Linked DNA regions of Sus scrofa: all the other regions are linked to region 3. The links are chromatin contacts, called in public Hi-C maps. All regions are on one chromosome and are shown on one strand. The core of a region is the stretch at or near the end of the contact, and the rest is flanking DNA. Distances in the headings are between cores, read along the strand shown. Region 1 overlaps MYO10 (unconventional myosin-X). Region 2 overlaps RETREG1 (reticulophagy receptor FAM134B). Region 3 holds the start of ZNF622 (zinc finger protein 622). Region 4 holds the start of MARCH11 (E3 ubiquitin-protein ligase MARCH11).

The links. Hi-C and Micro-C count contacts between places; a contact is called where the count stands out from the background.
Region 1: a contact with region 3 is called in a Hi-C map of liver, with 6 times the contacts expected there. The contact joins the enhancer-like site here to the promoter of ZNF622 in region 3. A contact is called at or near these places in 3 of 5 promoter capture datasets (fetal liver, fetal skeletal muscle and liver), 5 of 47 Hi-C or Micro-C datasets (embryonic fibroblasts, heart right ventricle, liver and 1 more) and 2 of 2 datasets of contacts at active chromatin or transcription factors (alveolar macrophages and skeletal muscle).
Region 2: a Hi-C map of liver shows a contact between it and region 3, with 4 times the contacts expected there. The contact joins the enhancer-like site here to the promoter of ZNF622 in region 3. A contact is called at or near these places in 1 of 5 promoter capture datasets (liver), 1 of 47 Hi-C or Micro-C datasets (liver) and 2 of 2 datasets of contacts at active chromatin or transcription factors (alveolar macrophages and skeletal muscle).
Region 4: a Hi-C map of epiblast stem cells shows a contact between it and region 3, with 1.8 times the contacts expected there. The contact joins the promoter of MARCH11 here to the promoter of ZNF622 in region 3. A contact is called at or near these places in 1 of 5 promoter capture datasets (fetal skeletal muscle) and 4 of 47 Hi-C or Micro-C datasets (brain, embryonic fibroblasts and epiblast stem cells).

What each region holds. Positions count from the first base shown.
Region 1 is chr16:5,909,709-5,912,408 of Sscrofa11.1, forward strand. It overlaps MYO10 (unconventional myosin-X), which reads right to left. Exons shown (of 41, transcript XM_005672397.3): 39 at 2,513-2,700; 40 at 499-690. Among named protein-coding and RNA genes, the nearest start is that of RETREG1, 32 kb to the left of the region's middle. Within about 2 kb of position 1,418, at least 1 of the 83 cell types and tissues checked has an H3K27ac peak or open chromatin away from gene starts, as enhancers often do. A contact at or near this core is called in liver, where this site is marked.
Region 2 is chr16:5,841,613-5,844,312 of Sscrofa11.1, forward strand. The region is part of intron 1 of RETREG1 (reticulophagy receptor FAM134B); the gene reads right to left. Among named protein-coding and RNA genes, the nearest start is that of RETREG1, 36 kb to the right of the region's middle. Within about 2 kb of position 1,374, at least 7 of the 83 cell types and tissues checked have an H3K27ac peak or open chromatin away from gene starts, as enhancers often do. A contact at or near this core is called in liver, where this site is marked.
Region 3 is chr16:5,713,420-5,716,119 of Sscrofa11.1, forward strand. It overlaps ZNF622 (zinc finger protein 622), which reads right to left and starts at 1,405. Exons shown (of 6, transcript XM_021076700.1): 1 at 346-1,405. The coding sequence starts at 958.
Region 4 is chr16:5,458,339-5,461,157 of Sscrofa11.1, forward strand. It overlaps MARCH11 (E3 ubiquitin-protein ligase MARCH11), which reads right to left and starts at 1,555. Exons shown (of 4, transcript XM_021076811.1): 1 at 915-1,555. The coding sequence starts at 1,466.

The DNA.
Region 1 (2,700 bases), core at 168-2,667, 200 kb after region 3:
ATCCAAGCCTCATCTGTGACCTACATCACAGCGCACAGCAATTCTGGATCCTTTAACCCATTGAGGGAGGCCAGGGATCAAACCTGCATCCTCATGGATACTAGTCAGGTTCTTAACCTGCTGAGCCACAAGAGCAGCTCCCAAAGAGATAGGTCTTTTTTGCAATTTTTTTTTTTTTTTTTTTTTGCTGGCTAGAATCAGCTCTGTCCAGAATGGTCTGCCCCTTGCTCCCTCCTGCTCTGTGGACATGGCCGGATCCAAGTTCCCCCAGATGCCATCCACTGTCACATCATCTAGTAATTCTGCCAAATGATACCGAAGAAATTTGGGGCTGTCCGATTTTTGGCCCGTGAGAAGCCTGCAGCTGGGGAGGGACCACCAGACTGTACCTTCCTATGTCTTAAAGCAAAATATCCAAATAAAATTTGTCAAATTTTAGGAAACGGGGTGTTGCTTTTTTATTTTGCCAAGGCCACAGATGAAAGATTCGCCTCTTACCTCACTGGTTTCAAAGAGCAGCTCCCTCTCATCGACGACAATCTTGTATGTGTTGGCGAGGGGGGCCCCAAAGGAGAGGATGTGCTCGTATTGGAAGACTTCCAACGGCCTCCCCTCCCCACGCTTGTAGACGGAGACAGCGTCCGCGCTGACGCCCAGCCAGAGGTCCTGGGGAAAGCCGCCTTCCTTGCACTGGTGGGCGAGAGTCAGTGCAAGGGTTGTTAGGTCATCAACGTTAGAAACAGAAACAAGAGAGGCTCTAAGTCAAGGACACTGCACGGACTATTAAACACATTCAACGTGTCTTCGTGCCTGGGGGGGAAGTGAAATACAGCTGTCCTGAGTGATTTCTGACTGGCTGATCCCGTGCATTTGGGGAACCCTCACTGGTAAATCCAACATCTGGCCTGCATGCCCCACATCTCAACATCATTACCTGATGTTGTAACAGCCACCTGAATCAGTAGCGTGGAGTTGGCAGTAGCTGCGGAAATTGACAAGGAGCCCCCCAGCAAATCAAGCAGCCTGAGCCAGGGCTACCCTCTTCTATCTCTAGTTCTGCCTCCATTCCTATTTTCTTTTTCTTTTTACGGCCTCACCTGCGGCATACGGAAGTTCTCAGGGTCGAATCGGAGCTGCAGCTGCCAGCCTACACCACAGCCATAGCAATGCCAGCATCTGCAACCTACGCCGCAACTTAACCACTGAGTGAGGCCAGGGAATCAAACCCGAATCCTCATGGACACCATGTCATGTCCTTAACCTGCTGAGCCACACTGGGAACTCCAAGATGATAATTTTTCAAATAAAACAATCTAGGATCCCATAGGGAAATTCCCCAAATTTGTGCTGGGCAGTTTTGGCTTCTCTTATTAAACAACACAGGACAAGGAGCAGCAATGACCAGTTGTGTGCACAGTGACTGATCTAACTTGTTTAACAACAGACTTTCTTGCACAATCAGCAGTGGAAAATAAGAGCCAGGACTTGTACTTAAAAACAAATGTAACTGAATCAACCCACAGAAAGACAGCATCCAATGAAAAGTCATGAAAGGATCCTGGAACAGATGCTCAAGAATTACATTTTTATAGCGCCTCATTTAAAAGTCATGAAATAACATGCTGATTGACTATGATCACAAGGAAAACAGACAGGGGTTGTGGCCAACTTAGTGGTTTAAGGGTAAATATTTTAGGTTTTGTGGTCTCTGTCACAGCTATTTAACCCTGCCATTTTAGCGTGAAAGCTGCCTGAGAAAAATACATAAAGGAATGAGCATTGCTGTGTTCCAATAAAACTTTATTTACAAAAAGAAGGCAGGCAGGATCTGGCCACTGGGCAGTTTGCCAAGCCTTGATCTAGATCAGTAATAAGGTTTTCTTTCAATAAATGGTTTACGTTTTAAAAAAAGGATATGAATCCGTACTAGGTTGACGTGAATTTTAGCCAAATTCCAACTGTGTAACAGAAATTCCTCCCTACCAACAGTCATGGGAAAAAATAAAAATCCAAGTCTATCCCAAATTTCTAATTTTATGTACAAAGTCCCAAAAAACTTTAAAAAATTAATGTAGATTTTTACCAGCACTTTTTAACTGGATCTATAGCTTGAATAACATGGAGTTGGAAGTTACTTAAGAATAAGTGGCATCTTGTCAGCTCCCTGGTGGTCTAGCAGTTAGGATGCAGCACTTTCTCTGCTGCAGCCCAGGTTCAATCCCTGGTCTGGGACCTGAGATCCAACATCAAGCTGCTGCACATTGCAGCCAAAAAAAAAAAAGAGTGACATTTAAATTTTCTGGTCGCTTCCAATATTAAGAAAGTATTTACTATAAAGGAGGACATACACCTTGGGTAGGTGGTGGGGGTGTTAAGGGTAAAATGTCAGGGGCTCTAATAGAAGAGGGTAAGACAGTCCAATGTTGGGCCTGGTCTGCCCTCCCTATGAACTTGACCACGGTCACACTGACTCAGGTGCAACCTGGGCCAGGAAGCAGCAGCCAGCTCTTACCTCCACATCAAAGAGCGTCGACCCGTACCCAGGCCACTCCTTGATCAAGGCCATGTACTTGGCCATGGCCTGTTCCTGGCTCATCCCCTGAAACTTCTTCCACTTGTCCATGATGCTGGCTCGTGCCGAGGACACCTCCTCCTTGACCCACATGTCCAGCATTTGCTCCTCCTCCACCTTCTGGCGCA
Region 2 (2,700 bases), core at 124-2,623, 130 kb after region 3:
GTGCTGGATTTATAAACAAAAAAAGTCATGTTCGCTAAAATTGAAAGCTCAAAGAAAAATGAAGGTTATAACCTTAATCGCAATTTATTCTTTAAAAAGTTGGGAGTTCCCTGATGACCTAGTGGCTAAGGTCACCGCTGTGGCTCCAGTTGCTGCTATGGTGCAAGTTTGATCCCTGGCCTAGGAACTTCTTCGTACCTCAGGCATGTCCCAAAAAAGGGGGGGAGTTAAAGTTGTTTTCAAACCAATCTTTCATTTATATGAAAACTGACTTATAGGACATCAAAAAAAAAAAAAAAAAAGGAGCAAACAAACAAACCCTGTCTGCTGGCCATGATGCTGATGCCATGATGCCATAGCACCACCCCGAGTAAGACTGCACTTTCACCCAACCCACTTCAATCAGGGAGAACCAGCCACCCCCACCGAAATCCTTCTCAGGTCAGGAAGCCCAGTATGGCTTCGGCACCCAGTTTCCTACAGGATCCTTTCATTACTGGGGGAAGGAGAAATGCTATGATCATTCCATAACCACTGACTATCAGACTCTGGGCTAGAGGTGCAGGGAGTCACTGATGACAAAACCCCAGCAAAGCCGGGAAGTAGACGAGTAAACAACTATGTTTAACCCAAGTACTTTCCAAAATGCTGTGGAAGCAGACAGGAGGGCCGGCACCTGCATATGCAAGACGGAGAAAGCTCTCAGGAGAAGGTGGCCTTGAAGCTTTGGCTCCCTGGAGAAGTCAGACTTTGCCAGGTGGACAGCGCCAAAGGCATTCCAGGGTGGGAACAGCATAAGAAGAGGGAACAGCAAGAGTGCAAGAGCCCAGAAGAGGCGTGTGAGAAAGCTTGCCTGAAACACTAGCCTCCCTCAGCCCTGAGGGGCTAGCTCTGCCCTCTGGAACCACACTGCAGTGAGTAAAACTCAGGCCTAAGTACTTTGTATGTATTCACTCATTTCATCCTTATAACAGTCCCATGATGAGGGCATTACGATTAGCCGCTCTTTGCAGATGAGGAAGGAGAGGTTAAGAAAATTGCCCAGGGGAGCTCCCCTTGCGACGCTCAGTGGGCTAATGACCTGGTGTTGCCATGAGCTGTGGTGTAGGTAGCAGACTTGGCTCAGATCTGGCATTGCTGTGGCTGTGGTGTAGGCTGGCAGCTGTAGCTTGGATTCGACCTCCAGCCTGGGAAGCTACATATGCTGCGGGAGAGGCCCTTTAAAAAAAAGAAAGAAAGAAAATTGCCCAGGAACCAGGCACCCAGACAGCTTGGCTCTGATCCAGCTCTCTCACTGCTCTGCTTAACATCTCCCAGACACAGGAAGTCAGGAAGACAGCCTCTCCCTCTGTCTCTTGTCCCATGAAAATAGACGGGAGAGCTGCCACCCATTTCCGAGGATATGTCTGCTCAGGGTGTGCGGAACTGACTTAAGAGATGCCAGGAGCCCTCCTCAAAGACACCAGTGTCCCCACCAAGGCTGCAGAATATGAGGCGTATGTTCTTGCCTCTTCAGGACAAACATCCCTTGTTCCTTCCTATCTTCCCAGGCATCCCATCCCTCCTCTGGCTCCAGGTGGGGACTCAACAGAGTAAATGCTCCCACTGGGCATCTGGTCCCTACAGAGTGGGAACCAGGAAGAGAGACCTTAAATCCCTCTCTTCTGGAGGACTCCACAGGTCTACTTGTACAGTTTTTGTTTTTAATTAATAGACAGCGATCACTTACATGTGGAATCTACAAAAAAAAGAAAAAGAAAGAAAGAAAGAAAGAAAGAAAGAAAGAAAGAAAGAAAGAAAGAAAGAAAAGAAAAGAATACAAATGAACTTGTTTTCAGAACAGAAACAGACTCAGAAACTTTGAAAAACTTACGGTTACCAAAGGGGACAGGTGGGCGGGGAGGGATGGACTGGGGGTTTGGGATTGGCCTAAGCGCACTGAAGTTTACGGCATGAATGGCCAACGGGGACCTGCTGTGTAGCCCAGGGAACTCTACCCAGTATTCTGTGATGATCTATGAGATCACAGAAAGAGCATGGAGGTGTCTATGTGTATAACTGAATCACTATGTTGTACAGCCGAAATTATCACGACCTTGTAAATGAACTATACTTCAATAAAACTAAAAAAAAAAAAAAAAAAAAAAAACTAAAAAAAAAGATAAAATGTATTTTTTAGAGCAGGGTTAGGTTTACAGAAAAACTGAGCAGACTCTGCAGAGACCTCCCACCTATCTCCTCCCCATCCCCCACCTGTATGCAGGGTCCCTGAGAATTAACATCTTGCTTCAGTGTGATACATTTATTGTAACTGATGAGTCGACATTGATATGTTATTAACCAAGGCCACAGTTGCAGTAGGGTTCACTCTTGTTGTACATTCATGACAAATGCAGAACGTCACGTATCCACCATTACAGTGTCATGCCAAGTAGTTTCACTGCCCTAAAATTCCCCTGGGCTCCACTTATCCATGCCTTCCTCTCCCCATAAACCTAGGGACCACTGATCTTTTTCCTGTCTCTACTGGTTTGCCTTTTCCAGAATGCCATATATTTGGAATCACTCAGTATGTAGCCTTTATGACAGGCTCCCTTCACTGAGCAGTGTTTATTTAAGTTCCTTTCTCTTTTCACGGTTTGACAGCTCATTTCTTTTTATTATCAAATAACATTCCATGGTATGATGTATCACTGTTTA
Region 3 (2,700 bases), core at 155-2,654:
CACACTCTACAGCAGACCGTGTGGCAGGAGCACGGCCTCAGGCGCATCCTCCTCAGTCTAAACAGAGAAGGCACCACTCCTACAAACTGCAACGATCCCTCCCGCCGCCCAGCTGAGGTTTCAGTACTCGAATCTACAACAGCGAACTAAATACACAAAACGCCCCGCCAGGAGGCTGGCCACACCACTCACTTCAGCAAGAAGAGCATGGAAACCACCCTCACCCTTCACCCTCACTTCAAAACTGGCACCTCCCCCTCCCCCTCCCCCAACGCAAACATCAATCTGGACGCTTAGGGACGATCAATAACCTCACCCGACCCGCCCCCCAACACAGGCCCTCACCGTCGCCGTCATCCAGCTCCTCCTCACTCTCCTCCTCCCCCTGCTGCTTCGCCAACTTCCTCGCCTGCTGTTCAAACCACTGCAGCCGCGGAGGCTTCTCGGCCGGGTCCCGCTGGTGAGCCCCACGCCCTCCCGCAGCCACCGACACCGGGCTCCGGAACTCCGCCTCGAGCGCCGGGGCCGCCTTCTTGGGCGACGTGGACGGCTGCGCCTTGATGACCTGCTGGATGGCCGCGTTCACCGCATCCTTGTCCACACCGTCCACGCCCAGCCCTTTCTCCAAGTTCTTCTCATTCAGGATCGCCACCTTTCGGCTCACCGCCCGCTTCTCCAGCTCCACGTGCCGCCGGGACTTGAGGTGGTTTTCGTAGGCCTTGAAGGAGGCAAACTTCTTACTGCACACCGTGCAGTAGGTGGCCGCGCCCTTGCTCTCGGGCTCCGCCAGGGCCCGCTGCGCCCGCACCCGCTCCTGGAAGCCCTCGGCGCTGACCGGGGCCATGCCGGCCACTTTGCGCCTCAGGTTGTAGCGGTGCCAGTCCGTCTTGTAGTGCGCCCGCTGCGCCTCCGCGTCGACCAGCACCACCCGGCAGGTGTTGCAGGTGTAGGTCGCCATCGCTGGCCGGAAAATAACAGGCGACCGCGGCAGAAAGCTAGCGACCTGCGCCCCGACACCCCCACAGGGTAAGACAAACCTCGGCGCCGGGGAAAAGCCAGACTGAGTGACTTCCGGGCTGGATTGCGGTAGACCCGGTCAGACAGGAAGTCCCACCTCTCGACCTTTAGCCACGCCCCCTGCCCGGGGAGTCCCCGCCCTGGCGAGGGAAGCTGCAGACTAATCCTGCCCCGCCCAGTCGGCCTGAGCTGCGTGTGGATTGGATTGGCGTGGGAAGTGGTGGTGATTGGATAGTCCTGAGGTGGTGGTTGTTTAGATCTGCGTGAGGTGTGGAGGGTGGGGGTTGGATCAGGGTGAGTTGGGCGTTGATTGGATTGACTTGAAGCGGGTGTTCACTGAGTGGACCGAGGTGGGTGTTGCCTCGCGGTGGGTGGTGGGTGTTGTTGGTTGGGCCCTGTACTGCCGGGAGTACTGGCCTTGGTAGTTCTGCTGTGAGACTTGATGGTGGAAAGGCGACCACCCCGCGGGAAGGGGATTTGGGCCGCTAGGAGGAGGCGTGATCCGGGCGAGCAGCCTAGGGTCGGTGCGTCCTGCGCCCCTGCAACCCGGGGAGTGGGTGTCAGGGAAGACAGGGCAGCTGGTTAGTTAGCTCGCAGGTCGGACCGTCTGACCCTCACCTCGCGGGCTGGAGTCCCGGGAAGCCAGAGGCTCAGGTCGGAGGCTCAGGGAATTCACAGAAAAGCCACTGAGTCCAGGATGGAGCCAGGGTTTTTCTGAGGTGGCTCGTGCAACGTAGGGCGCAGGGAGAGCTCCTGGATGAAGAGTTTGCATCTAGGAGCATAGGGCCCAGCCCAGACGCTGCCCGGTAGAAATAGAATCCCAGCCACCTAGGTCATCTAAATCTAACAGTGCACACATTAAAAAAAAAAAAAAAAAAAAAAATAGCGAGAGTTAAGATGGCCATACTTTGTTTAACCCAGTGTATTCGAAACACTATCATTTCAACGTGTAATCAAGACAATGGATTTATGGAGATATTTTATGTATGGATTGTTGGTACTAAACCTTGGGATTCCAGTGTGTATTTCACAATTAACACCACACCTCAGTTCAAACTAGCCTCATTTCATGTGCTCAGTTAACTATGCCATTTAAATATGTACCAGCCCGATTCTAGAGGAAGCCTGAGTATTAAAGGTTTAGGGGATTCTTACACTCCTCTGCACAGCCTAGCTGAAGCAGTCAGCCTGTTTCAGAACTGAATGTTTGCATGGTTAGAATCCAAGGGGCCCAGAGCACCAAAGAAAAGACTTTTTTTTTAAATGCAGGTTAGGTAGCATTGTTTTTGTTCAAAATCTTCAGTACTCCCTCTGACTCAGAAAAAAATTCAAACACCTTCCTGAATGTTTGTGTTGCCCCACAATTCATGTATTGAGAAGTTAATGCCCAAGATGATATTGCTTAAGACAGGCCCTTTGGGAGGCATTAGGTTATGCGGTCAGATTCCTCAGGCTGAGATTAGCATTCTTTTAAAAGGGACCCAGGAAAGGATAGAATAAGAAATCTGAGACCAGGAAGAGGGCCCTCCCCAGACCAAGATGGTACCCTGGGGAGTTCCCATTGTGGCTCAGCAGGTTACAAACCCGACTAGTGTCCATGAGGATTTGGGTTTGATCCCTGGCCCCCCTCGGTGGTTTAAGGATCCAGAGTTGCCATGAGCTGCAGTGTAGGTTGCAGACGAA
Region 4 (2,819 bases), core at 305-2,804, 250 kb before region 3:
CACTACCCTTGGGGAAAAGCTGTACTATTAAATCTCTTTAATAACTTTTAAGTGGATGGTCAGATGCATTTCCTCTGCAGTTATTCTTAATCATTGCTAAAGAAGAAATGCATGCCATCCCAGAAAGTAGCTTACAATAGCATTATGCTTTTATTTTTCTAAATGTAGCATCATAAATATTGACTTAGGGCACTATATTCCTGAAAGCCTGCATATTCTTATGCAATTTCCTTACTTTAAAAAATACTAAACCTAATGTTTTCTCAGGCCACACGTTTTGTATTACTCTGTTATCTCCATGATTACCCACAAAGAAGTTTGCATGCATCTCTAATGGAGTTTATAATTTTAGAATTGTGTTTCCAATAAAATATAAAGTACATTGTTGGTTAAATAGGCTTTCTTGAACAAGGGTAAAGTACATTTTTGTCTTATAAAAACTATAACATGATTTTCACATCAATGAGACAATCACAAAAATTTGCAGTACGGAAAGACCCTTTTCTTTTTGGGTTTGACCTGATTCACCCCCAGTTTGTACTCTAAGACCGTCTGCCTTACTTGTAGTTGAAGGAATATAGATTTGTTTCTCTGGATAAACTAAAACCCCTTTAGTAATTCACAAAAGAGATACTTATGGCATTATCATTAAAACACCTGAGGAATTTGTAACTGCAACACCACGTGGGAAGAAAGTGTAGACAAATTAAACATTTTATTCGCCATTGGGACAGTTTTTGCCTTCATAGTTAAGAAAAAGGGGAACACACAGTAGTCGCCACTCAATCGCTCAGCCCGAGAACCGAGGGGCGGGCGCTGTCCGTGGTGCTGAAAGATCTGCCGCCAGGGGCGGGAGCCAGCCCAGCCCTTTCAGAGCCCACCGCCAGCTGCCCCTGGGTCCCGCCGGGCCTTACCTGCTCGGCCCCCTGGAAGCAGATCTTGCAAATGGGCTGGTGGTGCTGGTGCTGGTGCCCGGCGCGCTGATCACCGCCGCCACTGCTGCTACTGCGGCTGCTACAGACCGAGCGCGTCTCGGGCTGGTCCCCGGCTCCCCGCCGGTCGCCCTCCCCACCTGCGCCGGCCTCGGGTTCCCCGGGGCCGCCCTTTCCAGCCGCCTCCTCAGGGACCGTCGCCTCCGGAGGGCGCCTCGGACCTTCCCCGGAGTCGCCAGCCACCGAAACCTCCTGCCCTGCGGGCGACAGGGGCCCCAGTGGCGGCGGCAGCGGCAGCTCTTCTGCGCCCTCGCGCCGCTGGACCACCTCCGCTGGCTGCTCGTCGGGCCCCGCAGAGCGCTCGGGGGACCAGGGCGGCGCAGGCAGCGGCGGCAGGTAGCGCGGAGGCGCGGGGACCGAGGCTGGCTCTCCCGGCGGCGGCGGCGGCGGCGGCGGCGGCGGCGGGGGAGGCTCGGCGTCCCTGCTCTCCGCCCCGCGGCGCCGACTGCCGCTGTGGCCGCCCTCAGAGCTCATGGTGGTGCCGCCGCCGCCCTCCTGCCAGCCCGGCTAGCGGGCCGGGCTCAGGCTGCTGGAGAAGGGAGAAGGGGGCGGGGGGGAAGAGGGAGGGAAGGAGGGAGAGGGAGGGTGGGGACTGGGGCTCCAGGGGCTGAGGGGCGGGACGGGGAGGGAAAGCGGAGGGCCCGGCGGCGGCGGCGGCGGCGGAGGCGGCTGCTGCTCCGCTGAGCCGGGGCTCGGCTCTGATGGAGGCGGTGCCGAATTCGGCGGCGCGTGAGAGCGGAGCCGCCGGGGAGGGGGGATGGCGGGGGCGGTGGGGGCGTACTAGGAAACGGAGGAATGGGGGAGGAACAGCGCAACGGAGGGGATGGGCAGGGGGAGGGGGATATAGAGACGAAGTGCAGAGAAGACCAGCTGGAATTGGGGGGCAGGGGGGGCTGGGCAGAATCCCTCAGTCGCCTCCGCCGACCCCGCCCCTGTGCCGCTCACGTCTGTTCCGGGGCGGATTACCCCTCTCCAAACCGCGCGGCACTGCGGCTCAGGACTGGGAGATGGGGTGGGGGGAGGGGTCGGAAGCTGCAAGTCCCGAAACCGTTACCGGATGAGCAAGTGGGATGCCGCGGCGCTGGACTGGATGGGGCCAGGATGATCGAACCTGAGACCCGCGTGGGAGTCGGGGCTCGCGAGTCGAATGCCCCAGGCGCCCCGGAGCCGGCTAAGCAGGTGCGAGAGAAAGGGCGCGTGGGGCCCTGGGGACTAACTGACGCTCCCAGTTAAACGCTTCCAGCCCTCTGAGCCTTCTCTCTCAAGGGCGCTCTGACTGATCCTCCAGAGCCCTAAAAACAGACGTCTCTGGAATCAGCATCCTCCCTCTGCCCTCCTTGCCCTCTCCCTCTTGCAGTGTATCCGGGTTGATTTGAAAATATTCTGGTGACATTGTGTATATCACTTACTGGAATAGTTTCTCCTAGTGAAACCTGGTGCCACGATCTGTGGTGCGTGGTCTCTCACCCTTGCCATAAAAAGAACTCAAATGACACCTCTCCTGCAGAAGTTAATGTAACCTTGGATATCGATTTTACGCAGCCGGAAAACGGCCAATTTCTCTGTAACTCCCCTCCGCAAAACCTCTCTGGGACCCATCTTCCGGCAGAGCAAGAGTCCCCTCAGTTCTTTTTTGAAAATAAACTACCTTACCTGCAGGGAATTAGGCGGAAAACCATGCACATGCTGTAGTTTCCAAATTCGTAGTGTGAAATCATAAAGCATTAGATCTGCAATGTGTCCCTCCAAAGCATGGTGATATTCACTAGTAACACTTTGATGTTGGACTCACTCTCCCACTCTTCGGGCAGTCATTTTTGGCTGCAT